Regions from separate parts of the Ovis aries genome. Here region 1 is linked to region 2. Evidence: chromatin contacts called from public Hi-C data. All regions are on one chromosome and are shown on one strand. The core of a region is the stretch at or near the end of the contact, and the rest is flanking DNA. Distances in the headings are between cores, read along the strand shown. Region 1 holds the start of ANKRD33B (ankyrin repeat domain 33B). Region 2 overlaps ANKRD33B (ankyrin repeat domain 33B).

Region 1 (3,046 bases), core at 41-2,540, 68 kb after region 2:
CGGCGCCCCTGGCACCGACCCCGGGCACCTGGCCGCTGCGCTCACCCTGCGGCTTGTCTCCTCCCGCGGCTTTGGTGGGCTGCGTTCCGAGAGCCAGTCTTTCTAGAGCCAACTTTTTCTTTCTTTTTTTTTCTCAGTGTTTCTCATCGTCCCCGAGTCTTGTCATGACTCATGAATCCCTCGTGCTTCTCCCCACCCCCACGCCCGCCTGCCCTGCGGCTGTGCTCCTGCCGCCCGGCTGTGCTCCCCTCCCGGGACCTGCCCGGGGGAGGGGAGCGCGCGATGGCCCCCGGCTCTCCGCGGTGACCGTGCGGATAGCCCAGTCGGAGATCGCGCTGTCCGGCCACCGCGTGGGTCACCGGGCGCGGCCGCGCCTGAGCAGAGGGAGGGATGCGAGGAAGCAGGGAGTCCCAAAACCAACTCCGAACCCGGGAGGCGAGCAGAAGCCTACCCGCGCTCGGGCATGGAAGGCAAAGCGCAGGGGCAGCGAGAGGGCCGAACCCTGGGGGCACTGGGGGCGACTGGGGCATTTTGCAGAAGGAGTTTCCCCTGCAGGCGAGGAGGGTTGATGGTCAGAGGGGACCGGAGTGAAGGGACCCGCGAGACGCCCCAACTCAGATCCCAGTGCGGGCCCCAGGGGAGCATCGGAAGACTCCGCGGGCGGGAAACTAGAAGGGGCTGCGGTGAGCACGCGGGTCTGGCGACGGTCCCCGCGGCGCTGTGACCTCGGAGCAATTGTGCGGCTCCCTCCGGCCCGGGATGGGCAGGCCGCCCAGGGCGCCGAGCGCGCCGCGCTCCCGTGGAGCCGGGAAACCGCGCTCTCGGCCGCGGCAAAGTCATCTCCGGGCCGGGGCCGAGGAGGGCGGAGGGGCCCCGAACCCCGCGCGGGCGCGCTCTTACCCGGCCGTTGCGATCGGTCTCCTGCACCTCTTCCGCGCTGGGCCCCCGCCGCACCAGCGCCCTCAGCAGCCCCACGTCGTTGGCGCAGGCGGCGCGCAGGAGGGTTGCCGCCTCCGGGACGCCCTCCGGAACGGCCTCCGGAGCGCTCTCCGCGCTCACCGAGCTGTACTCCTCCTCATCTCCGTAAGGGTAGAAGGAGTCGTCCGAGGCGACGCTGCGGGTGTCGGGCAGACTCGAGAAGTCCTCGTACTCCTCGTAGTCAGCTGGGTCCTCCCCGGCCTGCGCGTCCCGAGGTGGGGACGGTGGCTCTGGGGACACGCGGCGCGCCCCGCCGCCCTCCGGCCCGGGCCCGGCCAGCAGCACCATGCCGGCGGCCGGGGCGCGGGCCGGGGGGCCGGGGAGCGGGCCGGGAGCCGGGGACGCCGGGCGCGCACCGAGGTCACCGCCCCTTGTCCCCGGCGGCCCCAGAAAAGCAGGAGGGCTCTGCGCGCTCCAGCTCGGCGGAAACGCGCGCCGGGCGGCCGCGCTCCAAGACTCGAGTCACACCGGAGGCTGGAGAAAGCCCCTCGGGGGTAGGAGGAGCCGCGGGGGCTTTCCGAGCGCGGCGGGCGGGCGCGGGCGGGGACCGCGCGGGAAGCGGGCGGAGGTGGCCGAGCCCGAGGAGGCGCGCGCCCCGGGGTCCCGCGCCGCACCCCCCCCAACCCTCCACCCCCACCCCGCAGAACCCGGCGCGATCCTGGCAAAAGTTAAGAGCTAAGCAGGGGGCGCCTCGGCCCCGCGGGTTCGGCGCAGCCGGCTGCTGTGCCCGGGAGCTGAGAAATGCGCACGCGGGAGAACCAGAAGCGACAACTAAAGAACCCGAACGCCCTCGTGGCTGGCGGCCCCGCCCCTGCTCTCGGGATGAGGGTGAAGGTGGGGGTCGGAAGATGCAGCGGGCTCAGCCGTCGGGAACACCAAATCCCTGGGCCCGGAGCCGCCCCGGGCGTCAGGCCTGCGGGCTGGGGTGGTGGGGTGGGGAGAGGGTTAGGAGGTGGGCAGTTTCTCAGTGTCCGAGACACCCAGCCTGTTTGTGCATTTTTTCCGGGAGTCTGGGCTCTGAAGCCAACTTCGCTCCCCGGTTAAGACGGCCCTGGGCACGGAGGACGGGTGGATGCGTGGGAGATGGTGGCCAGCTGGGGACCCTGCCCCTCTGAACCGGGAGCTCCGGGCTGCCCCCGGGAACATCCCAAGCCGAGGGGGCGCGGGGGACCCGGGAGAGGACCCGGGTCAGCGATCCCTTTCAGATGGCTTCTCAACGAACGCCTCGGAGCCGCTGTCCTGGAGCCGCCGGGGTTGGGGGGATGACATTTGGGTGGGAAGGGGCGGCTCCAGGCCCGAAGGGTTCCCCCCTTCCTCACCCCTGGCCGGGGTCCCTTTATCTGCGGAGTCGAGACGGATTCACGGTCAGAAGCCACCACCCCGGCTCAGACTCCGCGGCTGGTTGCCAAACGCAGAGAGCCGGCCCGCAGCGACGGCCCGGGTCCCATCCCCGAACGCCCCCAACCCTGGTTCCCCCCGGCCGGAGCCTGGCCTACCCCGGCCACCCCGCCCCGTCGGTCCCAGCGCAGGGGGTGAGGACCCGCCGCGGGGAGCCTCTGACCTCCTGGAGGAGGACGCACCGTGGGACCGTGGGCCAAATCCTCATGGAGAGAGCTTTTAGGATGGGGGAGATGTGGCGTGAGGGTTGGGACCGTCGCGGGGCGTCACATCTTGGACAGAAAGCACCTCAGGTCCAGGGGCGGACGCGGAGCCCACGGGTGAAACAGCGCCTCTGTCTCCTCACTCTCCTTTCCTTTAATTTCCACCGCTCTGGACAGCGTGCCTACCAGGTGCCAGCGCCTGAGAGGCCCTCGGGGAGCAAAGGTGAACAAAACCGGGCGGCCGCGGGAGCTGGGGACAAGCTAGAAGATCCCAGGCCTGGGCGGGCAGGCTGAGCGCCACAGTGGGGAACGCGGTCAGAGACACCACCGGGGGTGGGTGGCGGGGCCTGAGTGAGGTCCCAGCTGCCCAGGCCTCTGCATCTTGAAGCTCTAGCGTTCTGTGCGACGCGCCGGTGGTGATCCCCGAGGCCTCCAGTGTCCTCCGGGCTGACCGGGAAACTGGCATC
Region 2 (3,032 bases), core at 206-2,705:
ACTCTCTGCAACTAGAGAAAAGTCAGCACATTGCAATGAAGACCCAGCACAGGCACAAACAACAAATAAATTAGTTAAAAAATAATGCCAGACTGGCTCTCAGTGAATTTTCTGAAGAACTTTAAAGATATGTCCAAGCAATAACAGGCTTCAAGGATGCACCAGAGGCTATGTGTGCTGAACCAACTTGATATTATCACCAGTTCAGAAGACCCCTGTGGTTTTCTGATTTCGTCTTACTTCTGCCATTCTGTTAAAGGTGCACAAGAAAGAGGAAAAGGAAACTCCTAAAGTCATCCAATATTTTGGCCACCTGATGCAAAGAGCTGACTCAGTGGGAAAGACCCTGATGCTTTAGAAAGATTGAAGGCCTGAGGAGAAGGGGATGACAGAGGATGAGATGGCTGCATGACACTATCGACTTAGTGGACATGAGTTTGAGCAAACTTTCAGAGAGTGGAGAACAGGGAAGCCTGGCATGCTGCAGTCCATGGGGTTGCAAAGAGTTGGGCGAGATCGAGTGACTGAACAATAAACAAAGCCAACCCCCGGGATGTAGTTCATTCCTTCCATTATCTCACTTTATACTTTGTTAGGGCAAGTCTGGTAGAGGTTAAAATTACTGGCTAAGTGATATTTAGGGATTCTTGGAGGCTTTATTTTCATACATTCTCGCCATAGGAAAAGCCTAATTCAGGTTCAGTTCTATCTTTCTTTTACATTTTATTTTTTATGTGAACCATTTTTTTAAAAGCCTTTATTGAATTTGTTATAATATTGCTTCTGTTTTGGTTTTTTGACCAGGGCCACAACGCATATAGGATCTAAGCTTCCAGACCAGGGATCGAACCCCCACCGTTTGCATTGGAAGGCAAAATCTTAACCACTAGACCACCAGGGAAGTCCCTCAGCTGTATCCTGATTCTGCAGAGGACCTGAGAAAGTTAGGCTTTAAAGAGAACACCGGACAGGCAGATCAGGCATTTGCATCCTAATTTACACTCCAAGGCAGGGCTCTTGACTCTCAGCCGAGATACACAGCTGTGATACCAAATAATACAAATGTGTGGCCACTTCCCAGTCTTCCTTAACCACACAGATTCAGTGAGGACCAACGCTGACCAGACCAAGTCAACTGGGGTCACTGCACCACCCTGGCCAGTGACTTGTTTGGGCAGGGCCAGGCGTGTGAGGCAAGCCTGACAGCCGTAACCAAAGCTGTGCTGGAGGCTTCTGGAAATGCTCTCCCGTCTCAGGGAACAGAACACGGACCGGGACTTGCTCCTTCCCGAAGCTTCCTACGCTGTAACATGAAGCCACACTGCTTGGAGCTGCCAGGCCATCTTGGGACCAGAGGGAAAAGGTCAAGATTATTTCTGGGAAGCCGGGCCCAGGTCCTGACAACACAATGCCACAAAATGAAGCAACCACCTTTCACCCCCAACTGTTGCCTTCAGACAGGTCATGTTGCAAGAGAAGGCCGTTTTCTCATCGTGGAAGCTTGTTTCATTGGACACTGAGGAGACTGCACCCAAAAGCCGAAGCAGATCCTGCTGCTGCTGCTGCTAAGTCACGTCAGCCGTGTCCGACTCTGTGTGATCCCACCAGGCTCTGCCATCCCTGGGATTCTCCAGGCAAAACACTGGAGTGGGTTGCCATTTCCTTCTCCAATGCATGAAAGTGCAAAGTGAAAGGGAAGTTGCTCAGTTGTGTCCGACTCTTAGTGACCCCATGGACTGCAGCCCACCAGGCTCCTCTGTCCATGGGATTTCCCAGGCAAGAGTACTGGAGTGGGGTGCCACTGCCTTCTCCAAGAGCAGATCCTAGGCGCCAGTAAAAATCACAGAAACGCAATTGCGCCTGGTGCCTCAGACGGTAAAGACTCCGCCTGCAATGCGGGAGACCTGGGTTCAATCCCTGGAATGGGAAGATCCCCTGGAGAAGGAAACGGCAACCCACTCCAGTATTCTTGCCAGGAGAATCCCAGGGACAGAGGATCCTGGCAGGCTATAGTTCACTAGGTTGCAAAGAGTTGGACATGACTAAGCGCTAACACACGCACAGATGCAAACAGTAAGGGAAGTCCATTTGAGCTGACGCGTTCTCAGCCCTGGGGGACACGCTGGGAAACTGAAACTGGTACAGCTTTTCCTAAAAGCTCCTTGGCAGGGCCTTCCCTGGTGGTCCAGTGGTTAAGACTCCACACTTCCACTGCCGGGGGCGCCTGTTCAGTCCCTGGTCGGGGAACTAAGATCCCACAGGCCCTGTGGCACAGCCAACAACAACAGAAAGCCACTTGGCAGGGGCTCCGTAAATGGACAGATTGAAAATGTGCCGGTCCTTTGATGAAGCGATTGAGTTCTGAGAATCTGTGTGTACATTTCTTCTCTTTCCTTCTCTGCCCTGCTCTGACCTCCACAAACCACACCTACTGGGTCCCTTAGTCCTGAAGTCTCAGGTGTGACTTAGCAGGGGCCCTGTGGAAGGTGCAAGAGGGGACGCACCTCTGGTCCCCGCCTGCCTTTCAGCTCGCGGGGCTAAGGCGACCCAGGCTCCACCTCCTGGGGGCAGCCCTCCCCCTCGCTCCCCGCCCTGGAGACCCTTCCCTGACCTCGGGCCCCATCTCCACTTGCAGTCCCCTTACCCATTCCTCGGTTTAGCCTCTGAGCACACCAGCTACTCTGCTGTACCACAAAGGATGTTGGCAGGTATGCGCCCCATCCCTCCAAACTGTCCCCCTCGCATCCCACCAGCCCCGACCCCGACACGAACGGCTGCACTCCAGCGTTGTCTGTAATTGGCTCATTCAGAAACCCTCGAGCATGAGGCTTTAAATTCAGGAGACAGGCTTACGTGGGCCCTTGCCCGCCCCTTGTAGACCCAGCACTTAACACAGTTGTTGGACTTGAAGTGACTGCCAGATAAATATTTGATTTGAAAGAAGATCTTGTATGGAAACATGAGCCAGAGTTGACTGACTCTCTCAGCTACTGGACGCCAGGGACATGGCCGTGAACACACCACCACTCAGG

The links. A called contact is a pair of places that touch in the nucleus more often than the background predicts.
Region 1: a contact with region 2 is called in a Hi-C map of liver, with 2.8 times the contacts expected there. The contact joins the promoter of ANKRD33B here to the enhancer-like site in region 2. A contact is called at or near these places in 4 of 16 Hi-C or Micro-C datasets (blood, liver and muscle).

The regions. Positions count from the first base shown.
Region 1 is chr16:62,806,585-62,809,630 of ARS-UI_Ramb_v3.0, forward strand. It overlaps ANKRD33B (ankyrin repeat domain 33B), which reads right to left and starts at 1,291. Exons shown (of 3, transcript XM_042233935.2): 1 at 901-1,291. The coding sequence starts at 1,266. LOC132657970 (a long non-coding RNA gene) reads left to right here and starts at 1,395. Exons shown (of 2, transcript XR_009596806.1): 1 at 1,395-1,472; 2 at 1,623-3,046.
Region 2 is chr16:62,738,151-62,741,182 of ARS-UI_Ramb_v3.0, forward strand. All of the region lies in intron 2 of ANKRD33B (ankyrin repeat domain 33B), which reads right to left. Among named protein-coding and RNA genes, the nearest start is that of ANKRD33B, 68 kb to the right of the region's middle. Within about 2 kb of position 1,456, at least 10 of the 54 cell types and tissues checked have an H3K27ac peak or open chromatin away from gene starts, as enhancers often do. A contact at or near this core is called in liver and muscle, where this site is marked.